3 separate regions of the Gossypium hirsutum genome follow, and regions 2 and 3 are each linked to region 1. A link is a contact called in public Hi-C data. All regions are on one chromosome and are shown on one strand. Each heading gives the region's core, a stretch centred on a gene start, on an enhancer-like site or on the middle of the called end of the contact. The rest is flanking DNA. Distances are from core to core; before and after follow the strand shown.

Region 1 (4,601 bases), core at 642-3,141:
CCATTAAATTTCATTTCATATTAAACATGACATGATACGTCTCATGTTTCAGCAAAATGCGTAACTTTAATAAATTATATTGTTTCAAATTATTTTTTTGTATGATTTAACTCTCTATCACAATAATCAATCTCAATATTGTATTTCTAGTCAGCCACTCATGTGTAACTTCTTTCATTTTGTCAACTTACCTAACAATGAAATTAAAAGGAAAAATAAATGATAAGTTGAGTTATGGTGGTACTTATAGGGAATTTCAAACTACTCGACGGTGACTTTAGCTTTTTCCTTCGCTTTTAAAGAAACCGGATTGTCAATAGCTATGAATTAACATAAACAAATAACACCATCAATAATTCACCGAATTCACAGTCAATTATTATCTTAAACAAACTTTACATTTCATTCAATTTAAATTCTTAAAATCGAAACAAGCATAACTCTCTATTTTAGGCGTCGATTTATAATCTGACTTCATTTCCTTCTATTTTAGACTATCTATTATCGATTTCTAAAAAAAAACTGATAACTACTCTACTTGATATCCACTTTATTTTCTCAAGTGAAAAATCTAACATCTAACTTCAAAAATCTAGTCATTTTTCATGTATACACTAAAAATCTATCAATTTAACATAAAAAAATAGAAAAACCATTAATGGTAACTTTCTAAAACTTTAACGATTTTATAAATTGATACATAAATTAGTTAAATTATGATTCTCCGATCTCAAAAACATTAAATTTATAATAACAATAATAAATTACACTTACCAATTTGTGGATTAAAGTTTGAAACCTAACCAAATCTATTTTTGTTTATTTTCTTCTTTTTTTTCTTCTTGCGTGGAAGAATGGAGAAGACATCTTCTCTCTCCTTCCACTTAAACTAATTTAACTTTATTTTATAATAAATAATAAATTATAACATATAATATCAACATTTTTTTAGCCCCAAATTTGGAATTTTTATTCCCATCTAAAATTTTTGGGCTATTAGCAATTTTAATCCCTTTAATTATTTTCAAATTAAAATTTATAGTGATATAAATTTACAATTTAATCTTTGGACTAGATTAAATATTCATATAAACTAAATTACTTATCCTCGATTCAATTCATTTATAGCATAACTCCGTAAATATTTTTATTAATTATCTATAGACTCGGTTTATTAAAATGAAACCTAAAATCATACTTTTTAACACCACTGTATCGGGTTGTTATATAGTCAATATTTTTTAATTAACTCATTCTAAGTCTTTATACTTTTTGAGTTTTAAATTTTTAGTCTTGACGTAAATAATAAACATTATTCTATTAACTAGATTTTATATAAATCATGCTTAGTATAAACATTTTAAAGATTACATTTTTATTATCTTACCACTATGCCTTGATATTGCATATGTGGTGATAATTGCTTACCTCTGAATATACTGAGTCAAAGGTTGGGATGTAGATGCAAAATTTAGAGGTGTTTTGTTTTCACTTCTCTTGCTATCTTTTTATATGTTTTTGGCGTCTTATAGGTTTAAAATGGTATTAGTATTTGTATTGCAGATTTAGTTTTTATATTGTAGTTTGGATATTATATATATAATTTTTAAGGTTAATATTTGATATATTGTTAGTAAAAAAATGTTTATTATAAAAATAGGTTTAAAAAATTATTACATGTCTTTTTTAAATATATATATATATAATTTTTAATATTTTATTATATTTTTATAAGATGTTTATCAACCTCTTAACTTTATTTTGTAGAGTCTAAAACTTTATTTATGAATTTGTAACGTGTGCTTGGTTTTAGAAGATGACAAGGCCTGCTTCAATCAAAACCCTATGGACTAAAAAAGGCCCCTATTTTCGGGCCCAATATAAATCTATTTCGTTGGAGCCCGCCCTCCAAACAAAAAATGGACTTATTTATTTAAGTTTGCTCGGTACGATGGCAATTAATCAGAGTAAAAATAGATATTGTTAGATTTATTATTGCTTAAAGTTGGTATATTTTGTTCCATCATTCACTTTGTTTTGTTATGAATGTAAAATATTAAAAATAATAATTACCTAAATAGATGTTTGATGCGATTAATTTTTATTTTGTCTCGTTCTATTTTAATTTAATTAAAAAAATTATTCTATTTGATACAGATTGATTTGAAATTTATCAAATGATTCAAATTTTATCATCTCTAACATCTTTTTATATATATGTATATATATATATATTTTATTTAGATGATTATGTGAGCTTGATTTTAGAAATACTTTAATAAACTTACTAATTAAAATAATACGCTCGAATCCAATGTAACATTCATTTTAAAATATTGATTGCACTTTTTGACATCTCTTATGTGTGAACCCTAAATTAATCATATGGTATCTTACTCATATAATTTCAAATGTAAAGCTGTAAGGGTCACTATTCTGTACTCGGCTTCTCATGCAATAAAGAAAAGGAAAGGGTTAAGACAGGATCCAAGGTTTTTTTTTTTTTTGGGGGGGGGGGAGGGGAGGGGGTTCTGGAGCAGATATCATACTGTTATTGTCTTAAATTTGGATATGAATTAATCCTGCTCACCATTTTCTTTAACAACCCAAATCCAGTCTGGATAATTCATGATTTTATATATATATATTTCATCTTTTACTTACTACGCCGACCACCTTACCCAAATTTATTATCTTTGTTCAACTAATCCTGGGGTTCGGTTTCATAATTCCATAAATAAACAAAAAGTCCATACCCAAAATCTTAGGTCACGGCACTGGAAAATAATTTTCCAGCTAAAAGCACATGCAATGATGCATATGATATGGGGGCCCTCAATTTCCCCTCTGCTAAATCATTACTTAAAAAGTTTTTAAAATATTTTTCTACTAGTAAAATATATTATATTATATTTTTAAAGGAAGTGTAAGTTTAAGTTTTGAAGACAATCTAATTTAGAGAGATAATTAGGAATCTAAATATTTATAGTAAAATAAATATGAAGAGTTTGCGATGGATAAAATTTTAGTGGTTGAAGAGACCAACGCCCTGCATTTACTGTTCTCTTTAAGTTGTGTTTGGTGTTGATATTGGAGAATTTGATATAATAATAAATATATATGTCTGGTATCCTATTAAATTTTGTTTTCATAACTAGTTTGTGAGATATAATGTTATTTTCCTGCCTCCCCGACAATCATGAATTCTTAGATTAATTTTTTGAATAATAGTAATTTTGCAACTTGGAAGGCGAGAATGATCTATGCGTCAAGTCGGGTTTATTTGAGATGAATTGTCCTACTTTTTTTTTTTTATAACTGGGTCACTAATTATCCTCAAGATTGTATTGTTTGGTTTAAACGTAGGAAGATTTTCTCCAAATCAAATAAATCTTGCATTTTGATATTTAGATTAACATTTTTTTCTCGTAAAATATTAGATATTTAAATATAATAACTATATCATGTTTTCAGAGCAAAATTCTCATTTCTCAATTCAATGAAACAATAAAAACTTTATTAAGTCGGTTATATTGTTTAAATGTAATTTTAGCTGCAATTCAATTTGCATCTTGTTATGTTTGGTTGATATATTTTAATTGAAAAAATTTTAGATTTTCTTAATGCACGTGCTTGAAAGATTTTTAGTAGCATTTTATTGAATTAAAGTATGAAGAAAATTAAGTCAAGCAAATATTCTTTGAAGACTTTCAACGTAGTCAAGTTTCCTTACGTGAAGAGATTTGTTATCCTAAAATGACTACTCCTATAAGATCCTTGACATTCTAGCTTCATATTAAAGACTTGTTTGTGCTAAATTCTAGGAGATTAAAGTTCACACTAATTGGAGTTTTTACAAGCCTCGAATGCCTATTTAAAGAAAGTTTGTTTATTATTCATTTACCAGCTTGAGAGAACTTATTTTAATGCAAAACTATTGTAAATAAATTGTTCTTTGATTGTCTCCAAATGTGTAAACGTTTACAATTAAAATCGTGCGAATAAATATATATATAAATTAAATGCGATATCTGCAAGCGATCAAGTCAAATTGTATTATAGATTTGTATTACAATGGAATACTGGTAAGTATTCCAAGGATCGTACCCAATAGATTGTAAATTAGAGAAATTTATTATTAAATTAATTACCAAAAAGAATTACTAATCGATTTACAAGTTAGTACTATGAATCCAAAATTAAAATAATTAAATTAATCAAACAAAAATAATCTAACTAAATTAAGTAATCTAAAATAACTTAATGGAATATCCTATTCCTAGTGTCAACGATGAAGTTCCTGACCTATTTTAGATTATATAACCAATTTAAGTTGCTAATTAACCTCGGTTGAGTGGTTTACCACCCTTAGCTAAGAATACCCTCTCGGTCTCATCTTCATTAAGGATTACCACCTAAGTCACCCTCTCAGACTCTTCCTAGGCATATGGATACCCTTTTGGTCTCACTGTTATACTCGACAGGATACCCTCTCGGTCTCACCTGTCTTGATATTCTACTAGGGGCATCACTCCCTAATATACTAAGCACTATTGAATAAACCATCAAATTTAGATAAATAATTACATAATTAATAAATC
Region 2 (4,601 bases), core at 1,443-3,942, 190 kb after region 1:
TTGACGTCGTATACTTGCGAACACCATTGCTTTATTACATATCTTTTTTTTTTTGTAGTAATTCCAATCCAAACATTCTCACATTTGGCGACGGTCAACTATCAACTCTTCGATCGAATCCCATCACATCCTAGTGAAATTTTTAATAACCTTATTACAAACTCTACACAATAAGATACTTGTCTAAAAGAGTTCACACTAAGCTCATATTCTATTTAAATTCCCTCCATCACTAAGAAAGCCAAATTTTCCATTGTATTATCGATGTTTTTGCCTAAATCTGATAACAATTCTCTAAATACTCCTAAATCAACGCTAGTGATTTTCAACACATTGTGCGAATCACCTCCAACATCATATCTTGTATCAACAAAAGTTTTTTTTTTTGTAAGGTATAATGACTTATTTTACCTTTCAACTTAAGAAAAAAATGTAATTTTAATCATTTGTTTAATTTTGTCTCTTTTAGTCCTTAAATTTTAGTTGTTTATTAAATCACTTCAAACTGAATAAAAAAGTTGATGTATGTTAACACTAGTTATGCCACGTGTATATGTATGTCACGTCAGTAAAGTTAACTGATGTTAATTTTTTAATATATTTTAGATTAATTTGACGAATAATGCAAGTTTAAGAGTTAAAAGAGATAAAAAAAATAGAGAGTTAAAATAAATTTTTTATAAAATTAAAAAATTAAATAAATCATTATACATTTTTATAATATTGGAGAAATAAAACAAAAAAGGAAAGGATCTTAGTTTAATAAATGAAAACAAGTTAATTTATGGCTGTGTGTGGGGGATCTTTTGGCGTTTGCTCCAGGTTACGTCTCTCTGTCTCTCCCACCTTATATTATTACTATTATTATCTTTTTCTTGTGTTAATTATGGGTTTACAGTTGTCGCTTGTCCACGTGCGGGCCTACCAAGTCAAACCTTACTCCCCGATTATTCCACTCCCTTCAAAAAATCGAGTTGAAGCCAAAGGTCTTTTTAATTTCTTTTTAAAACTAATATCCCACTTCAATTATAAAATCTTTGTTAAGCAATTGGAGGGTAAAAGAAGTCAAACAAATTCAAAGGTTTTATCACCAAACTTTAAAAAAAAAAATACAACCATTAATTGTAAGTAAATGTCGCTCGTTCGATCTCTTTCTATATTTTCTTCTTTAGAAATATATTCAAATGTCCAATTTTTATCCTTCTTTAAAAGATAATAAATAAATTTAATTAAAGTCAATTTAGAAAATATTAATTTTGAAATTTAAATAATAGACAATATTTATTTTTAAACAATTAGAATTTAAGCACCTTATTATCTATAATATAGAATATAGATGATACCAACAATATATTATAATGGAAGGTTATATTAATCATTCGAAAGGATAGCAAATTAATGGTCAAATTGAGTCAAACCTTACAAGCGAAGGTGTTTGAAACGTGCAACGATTGACTTCGACAACGTGAAAGTGTGGATAAGTGAGGTAAGTAAGGCGATTAGTTTGGGAAATGATCGGCGATCAATCTTATAAAAATGGCGCCTAATTGCGGGGCCCAACCAACTATCTTTCTCAATTCCAGCTCTTCACAACTTGTGCCAATCCTTTTCCCAACACTCAATGCCCCCGTGAATTTTATTTCCCAATTTACCCTTCCAATCCTTTTGAGTGTTTCTTGTGTGGGAGAGAGATTTATGTATTTTGTTATATCATATTTGTCTCTTGTAAATAATAAAAAAAGAAATGTAAGATAAAAGTTTTATAAAAGATTCGAAAATTTTTAAGATTAGATTTTTAAAATATTTTTTTTATAATATTTTATTTAAAATAATATTACATAAAATTTAATATATAATTTAATAGTTAAATTAACGATTTTAATAATAAAAGAATCTAACTAATATAACCGAGATGCTTTAAGAATTTCATTAGAATAATTTAAAATTTAAAAATTAATTTAGAATAAAAGTGGGTTTAAAAATATTTAGTGAAAGTACTACATTTTTTAATACCATTTCTGAAGTATTCCGCAGACAATTGCAAAATGCACTTTGAATGAAAGAAATTCAGTTGATTTGACAATAAATTTAATAAATACTTTTTATTCTTTTTAGTTGAATCATAGAAATTTAAGTATTTTTTTCGAAATTTTACTGCATTTTATATTATCCTCATTTTTAAAATATATAAATTTGATTTAGTTTATATTTTTATTTTTTATTGACTTGGTATAGTAAGATAATTAAGCATTAATTCAGTTATTAGAATAAATTTTCATATGTAAATGAAATTATTATAAATTATTAAAATTTTAATCATAATAAATTTTAAACATAAAACACAAATATATTAAACAATTAACTTCATCAATATAATCGAAGAATTAACACATATCATGAGTATTGTATTAATCTTCTATTCATATAAATATATGTATGTGTGCCGGAGCAAAGTCTGAAATTTTGAGAAAGATTCAATTTTAATAATATATTTTTACGATAATAAAAAATATAATTTTATTATTTTAATAACTTATAATTTTTTATAATTAAACTTTATTAAAATGGACAAACTTTGTTAGAAATAAAAAAAAAACGAAAATATTCAAGGAAAGGTGGGCAGGGCAGGGCGGGGCAGGGCGGGGCAGCAAATAGCTATGAAAGTGGATGGGGATGGCTTCCTGTTTGTATGTATTTGAGACTCCCTTTCCCTTTTTACAGTGAAGGACTGAATTAAGAGTTACCAACCGCAACAGAGGGAAAAAAGAAAAAGAAAAATAAAAACAGTCGAACATGCTCTGTTTAGAGTCATCTCATTCCTTTCTACTTGTGTCCTTCAAACCTCCTTAAAATTTGAAGCTTAAATCCCCACCTTCCATTTTTGCTTAGCAAAAATCTCACTTTCATCTTCCCTCTAATCTTCCAATATATTTTCTTTGATCTTCTTTTTTTACTACCATCTATCTAAATCTACCATTTTCTTTAACCTCTTCAAGGAAAAGAAATAGTAAAAGCCAGGATTTTCGTGAACTTAGCTCTAGTTTCTTCACTGACCCTTTGCTTCTCTTTGTCTGATTTTGTTTTAGATTCATACTTCTTGCTCATCATTTACAGCAAAAGCTAAACCTTGCTCAAACTTTTATCAAGTCTAATTTATGTTTGATCTAGTTTTCTCTCTATCTAGTCCTAAACTTTTTTTGTGTTAACCCTTTTAGGCCGAGTTGTTTGATCAAACTCTATTTTTATCTATTTTTTGCACTTAATTTTAGCTCAAAGTTTCAATCTTTTCTTTTTTTTTTTTTTTGTTAGAAACAAGAAAAATGGATCCTAAGGTTTCACAATTTGTGATTCTTCTACCATTAATCTTTCTTCTTATTGTTCAAACCCTCAATGCCTTGGATTCTTCTTCTGCTACAATACCCATGAATTGTACGGACACATCAAGATTATGCACATCTTTTTTGGCTTTTAAGCCGCAGGGAAACCAAAGTCTAGCAGTGATCCAGAGCATGTTTGATGTGATACCACAAGACATTACAGTTGAAGGAGAGGACAGCCATGGCTACATATTCATAAAAAAGAACTGTTCTTGCTTGACATCCTCCAAGAATTATGCAACAAACACAACCTTTACAGTGAGATCAAATCAAGGGTATGTTTATGACATGATTTTAGAGGCTTATGATAGGCTTGCAATGGTTCCAAATGTTAGCAGGCCGGCAAGGATTGGAGCTGTGGTGTCTTTGAGGCTGTTTTGTGGGTGTTCAAGTAGTTTGTGGAACTACTTGATGAGTTATGTGATGAAAGATGGGGACAGTGTGCAATCTTTAGCTAGTAGATTTGGGGTTAGCATGGATAGTATTGAGCAAGTTAATGGGATTTCAAATCCTGATAATGTCACTGTTGGTGCTTTGTACTATATTCCCTTGAATTCAGGTTTGCCTAAAAAATCATTTAATTTTTTCTGTTTATTCTTTTTACCATTTTCTGTGTGTGGTTTCTTAGGAATTTGCATGAGGAATGCTATTTGTTTGGATATATCCATATTGAGTTGCTTTTCAAGAGATGGGCATTTATGATTTTGATGATAATTGCATAGTTTCTGAGAACTCTTTAAGTTTTGCAAATACAGGAGTTAACAAAGTTGGTAAAATAAGATTTTTGCCCATAGTTTATAATTAGGTATACTAAGGACTTGGAACTGGAGCCTACTTGGTTTCTATCTGAAGTCATAATGTGAACTTTGAGGGAAGGTGCTAATGTCATGGATTTCGGATATGCAAACAATATCATATTAATGCAAGCAATAATGAGTTCATGCATATTCTTGTTTTATAGCTGTGATTAGAATTGACAAATGTCTTTGCTTTATGATCTATTTCCTTGAATTACAGGGCTATTAATTGGTGTTTTTTCATTATGCCTTGTGTGTTGTTTGCAACTGGCAATGCGTACCGAGAATAGACATTTCTCTTGTTAATTTTGTTGGATTTACTTACTGTTTAGTTCTCCTCTTATAGCAGAAAGTTTTAGACTATAGCTTGCTTATATATATTGCAGTTCCTGGTGAACCGTATCATGTGGAGAATGAGATCCCCCCA
Region 3 (4,601 bases), core at 1,028-3,527, 190 kb before region 1:
AAAAATGAAAAACACCAAAGTGTTTATGTTGCAATTAACTCCTTTGGTTGTGATGAGATTCTTTCCTTTTATTTCAGTTAATCTGTTCAAAAAAAAAAAATCTCAGTTTCTATTTTTATTTCCTTGTATAAAGGTTAAAATTTCGGTGTATTAGTTTTCAGAAATTCTTTTAATGAAAAAATTGACCATTAGAAACTATTTTTTATATTAAAGATAATATAAAGCAATATAGATTGACATTTTACATATGCACCAATTTAATGAAAATTGAGTTTTTACGAAAATGAAAATTCTAAAGTGAAGCTGAAGCTCTTTGAGAAGATTAATTGATCTAAATTTGCATATGTATCATTTTTTTTATTTGAAAAATTCTTGCATGGATTCTTTTTGTGAAAATTCTGGTTCTGAAGGTGGTTCGATGGATGATTTAATCCCTAAAAAAGTTTAGTTTAGGGATAATGATGAAAGTGTGAACAGAGAAGTGTTGGTGGATCTAACAAACGTACTAGTTATTTCTTGGAAGGAAAGGTTTAGAGGAGGAGGAATTTGAGTTACTGGAAGGAGATATTCAGAAGTCGGTAATTAATGGCACTTCTTCAATCGAATTCTCTGATAGAATTCACCAGATTCTTATTCAAGATATGGAAAACAATATGGTTCTGAAGCTTTTGGGACCTAACATTGGATACTCGGTGTTACATAATAAAATTTACAGTTTATGGAAGCCATCGTCCCCGTTCCAGTTGATGGATATTGAGAATGGCTACTTCTTGGCTAAATTTCAAAAACAAAATGGATTGTGAAAAGGTGCTCTCAGAAGGACCTTGGATCATTTTTGGATAATACCTGACAGTTAAACCTTGGTCAATATCTTTTAACCCAGCACAAACATTTCCTAGTGTCGTAATCTCGTGGATAAGACTTTCGGGCTTACCAGGATAATTTTACGAGGAAAATTCTGACAGAAATAGGGGGTTAATTGAAAAGATTGCCCAACTGGATATGAACACAGACAATAGGATTAGAGGTCAATTCGTCCGTATGGCTGTGTATGTTACCTTGGATAAACCGTTGGCGTCCCAAGTCTTAATCAACGGGAAAATATAGAGGGTCGAGTACGAACTCTTACCAACGGTCTGTTTCCACTATGGATAGTTTGGTCATGTAAAAGAAATTTGTCCTTTTAGGGTCCCTGAACCCAATTCTGGAAGAACGATGCCTTCATCAGAATCTTTGACGGAGGCTGTGAGCATGGTTGTCGATGAAACGGGGGAGAAAAGCGATGGTTACGACCCGTGGATGTTGGTGGAAAAGAGATCCCGCAAGAAATCAAGGGATTCAGCGAACTCAGGGTCTAGAATTACGGAAAAGAAAAATGAAGGTTCCCGTCTTATGGCATTGATAGAAAAGGAAAGTAACGTTGTCATTAAATCTGGGAAGAATGAGGAAATTCAGGATACACGACAAAGAAAGGGGAAAGAAACAGTAATTGAAGGAAACCAAGGTGCTGGGGCTGGTATGTATAATGTGAGCCACTTTAGTAGCCGAAGTAGAGACACAATTAATGTGTTGGGTCTTAAAAATGTGGCAGGCCCTTCGAAGTCCTCTAATAATGCTGGTGGGTTAGATAATGGGCTGGTTTCGTCTAGCAACCTGGTAATTGACCCAAGAACAACTTTTAATGGGGCATTCAAAGGCCTAAGGGGAAGTAGCTTGCTGAAAGATAGCACATCGGGACAAGAAAACAGGTCGAATAGTGGGCCGGGTGAGAACAAAATAATGGCTGTGCCAGACCGGGTTATGGAAGTATCTGGTAAGCTTATCAGAAACCTGGTTGCTTATGGAAATCAAGGTCGGATCGCGGATGGTGGAAACGATGGTTCGGACTCTCATTCGCACATAGCTGGTGATGGAAATAAATCGGAGAATATGGAATAGGCGAGGCTTCCGTCGGAAAGAGTTGTTGACGTCACGGTCTCTAATGCGGGTGATGGCCTCGATTCCCGCAGGCATTCGATGGTCACTTTCAAAGAACCACAAAGAGCATTCACCAGTAACTAAAGGGAAGGGACCTCCGACGTGAGTTCGCGGAAAAGAAAAGATCGGGTTGCAGGGAAATTTTCAGGGGAGAAACATGGGGGTTCACGTCTTTCAAAATCACTCAACAAAATTAATCTTAGAAAGGGTAACAGATTCAAAATGGTGGGAGACTCCAAGGTTTTGTTGTAGGAATTAGTGGCCCATTTGGCGGAATCCATTTCTTCTCAGTCCACGAAAGCTTTGGGTTTAGGTGGCCCAACACTAAAGATCGGGCAACAGGATAAGGGAGAATTCCCTAAACAGTAAGGTTTTGGTGGTTTTATTTTTATTTTTTGTCTATATTAATTTATATAGATTTAAATGTGACGATTTTTTCGTGGAATTGTCAAGGTTGCGCTAGCAGTAAATTTATTCGTGTTTTTCGTGAATATAATATCGAATATGGTTCGGATATTGTGTGCTTGTTAGAGCCGATATTAAGTGGTAATAGGCTAATTTTATCATTGAAAAATTGGATTTTTTAATTTTCACCAGGTTGAAGCTGTTGGATTTTCAAGAGGAATTTGGATGGGTTGGAAGGAATCTATTCGGATTTGAATTATCCAAAATCACCCATAGTTCATTCTTCTTTGTGTATCTGGTAATGTTTATACTAATATCATTTTTATATCTTTTGTTTATGGTAGTCCAGACAGGAGGAAAAAGAAGGTACTTTGGGAAGCTTTGAAAGTTGCTTTACCTCATGATTCTTTTCCATGTTTAATTATGGGTGACTTTAATATTATTCTATCACCTAACAATAAAAAAAAGTATTTATGCCATAGGGAAGAGATGTAATTTTTTTTGGAAAATTTGTAGATTCTTGTAATTTGCAGGATTCAGGATTCATTGGCCTATCCTTTACTTGGCAAAAAGCTGACATGTTGAAGAGATTGGATCGAGCATTGGCAAATGATTCATGGATTTTGGCTTTCCCACAATGCATTGTTTCTTATCTACCGAGGATTAAGTCTGATCATAGGCCCATTCTCTTAAAGACTAATCTGAATATTAGCTTGGCTACAGGGAGACCTTTTAGGTTCTTAACAGGTTGGACAAAGCATGCTAATTTTCCCTCCTTGGTGAAAGATAAGTGGCAATTCTTGGGTAATATAGCTAGTTCTCTTTCTGAATTTACTTCTCATGTTAAAGAATAGAACATGCCTGTTTATGGTTTTACAGGCTCTCGTAAAAAACGTCTTATGAGATTGCTCTCTACTATCCAAAAGGACTTGGATCATTCTATCTCTACTTGGTTAATTCAATTAGAGATTGATGTGCGGGATGAGTTGGAAATTTTATAAATCACTAGGAACTTCTTTGGAGGCAAAAAGTTAGGTGTGACTAGCTCTAGTTTAGGGATCGCAACACCAAATTTTTTCATAATCGAACGGTCTAAAGAAGGAAATTTAACTGTATCACGACCTTACGCATTGATAATGGTGAGTGGTGCTCTGATCAGAACGTCCTTAAAAATGGGGCAACTAGTTTTTTCCTAGAAGCTTTATGGGGAAAGACCAAAGCCCATGAAGGATCTTCCGGCCAACATTTTTCCTCGCCTCAAGACCCAAGACATTGAGTTTTTGGAAAAGTCAGTGTCAAATGAAGAAATTAAGAAAGCCTTATTCAACATGGATCCCTTGGAAGCTCCGGGAAGCAATGGATTTCAAGTGCATTTTTTCAAGAGTCAGTGGGATATTGTAGGAAATGCAGTTTGTGAATGGGTATAAGGAGTCTTAATTGGTAACATTATTGACCCGGAACAGAATAACTCTTTGTTAGTGTTTATTTCAAAAAATGAAAGCTTAGAGGAATTCAACGAATTCTGCCCTACTAATTTGTGTTTAGTAATGTATAAATTGGTAATGAAAATTATCGCTAATAGATTTAAATTGGTTTTTCCTAACTTTATCTTGCAAGAACAAGCCGGTTTCATTGCAACGCGTAGCATCTCAAGTAATGTTATCATAGCACGAGAAGTCATACATTCTATGCGGAAAAAATGAGATGGCAAAAAAATGGATGGCGATCAAGTTGGATTTAGGGAAGGCTTATGATAAAGTGAGTTAGGAATTTATCGGTCTTCACTATAGGCTGCGAGGGTCCCGATTTTTTTCAGTTTAGTAATCATGAGGGCAATCTCATCTTCAACTATGCAAATTCTCTAGAATGGAATTCCCAACCAAAAATTCAAGCCATCTAGAAGGATCAAACAAGGTTGTCCATTGTCATGTTACCTTTTTGTGCTTTGCATAGAATGATTATGGCACATTATTTATGCGAAAATTGATAAAGGTAAGTGGTGTCAAATTCATTTTTTAATATCAGGTCCCACTTTATCTCATCTCTTTTTTTGTAGATAATTTGGTCATTTTTTGTAAAGCGGAATTGGATCAAGCTTAATTATTAGCGGACATCTTGAATCACTTTTGTGCTTTCTCTGGACACAAAGTCAGTACTCGAAAAAACAATATTTATTTTTCTAAATGAGCTAAAGGTGGTACTTGTTCACAGATCAATCA

Evidence for each region. A called contact is a pair of places that touch in the nucleus more often than the background predicts.
Region 2: a contact with region 1 is called in a Hi-C map of leaf, with 5 times the contacts expected there. The contact joins the promoter of LOC107951804 here to the enhancer-like site in region 1. A contact is called at or near these places in 18 of 34 Hi-C or Micro-C datasets (anther, callus, fibers and 4 more).
Region 3: a Hi-C map of leaf shows a contact between it and region 1, with 5 times the contacts expected there. The contact joins two enhancer-like sites. A contact is called at or near these places in 6 of 34 Hi-C or Micro-C datasets (callus, leaf and seedling).

What each region holds. Positions count from the first base shown.
Region 1 is chrA02:83,334,865-83,339,465 of Gossypium_hirsutum_v2.1, forward strand. No RefSeq gene overlaps it. Among protein-coding and RNA genes, the nearest start is that of LOC107952367, 87 kb to the left of the region's middle. Within about 2 kb of position 1,892, at least 1 of the 9 cell types and tissues checked has an H3K27ac peak or open chromatin away from gene starts, as enhancers often do. A contact at or near this core is called in leaf, where this site is marked.
Region 2 is chrA02:83,526,309-83,530,909 of Gossypium_hirsutum_v2.1, forward strand. LOC107951804 (lysM domain receptor-like kinase 3) reads left to right here and starts at 2,693. Exons shown (of 11, transcript XM_041084987.1): 1 at 2,693-3,936; 2 at 4,561-4,601. The coding sequence starts at 3,321.
Region 3 is chrA02:83,147,269-83,151,869 of Gossypium_hirsutum_v2.1, forward strand. No RefSeq gene overlaps it. Among protein-coding and RNA genes, the nearest start is that of LOC107951807, 6.2 kb to the left of the region's middle. Within about 2 kb of position 2,278, at least 9 of the 9 cell types and tissues checked have an H3K27ac peak or open chromatin away from gene starts, as enhancers often do. A contact at or near this core is called in leaf, where this site is marked.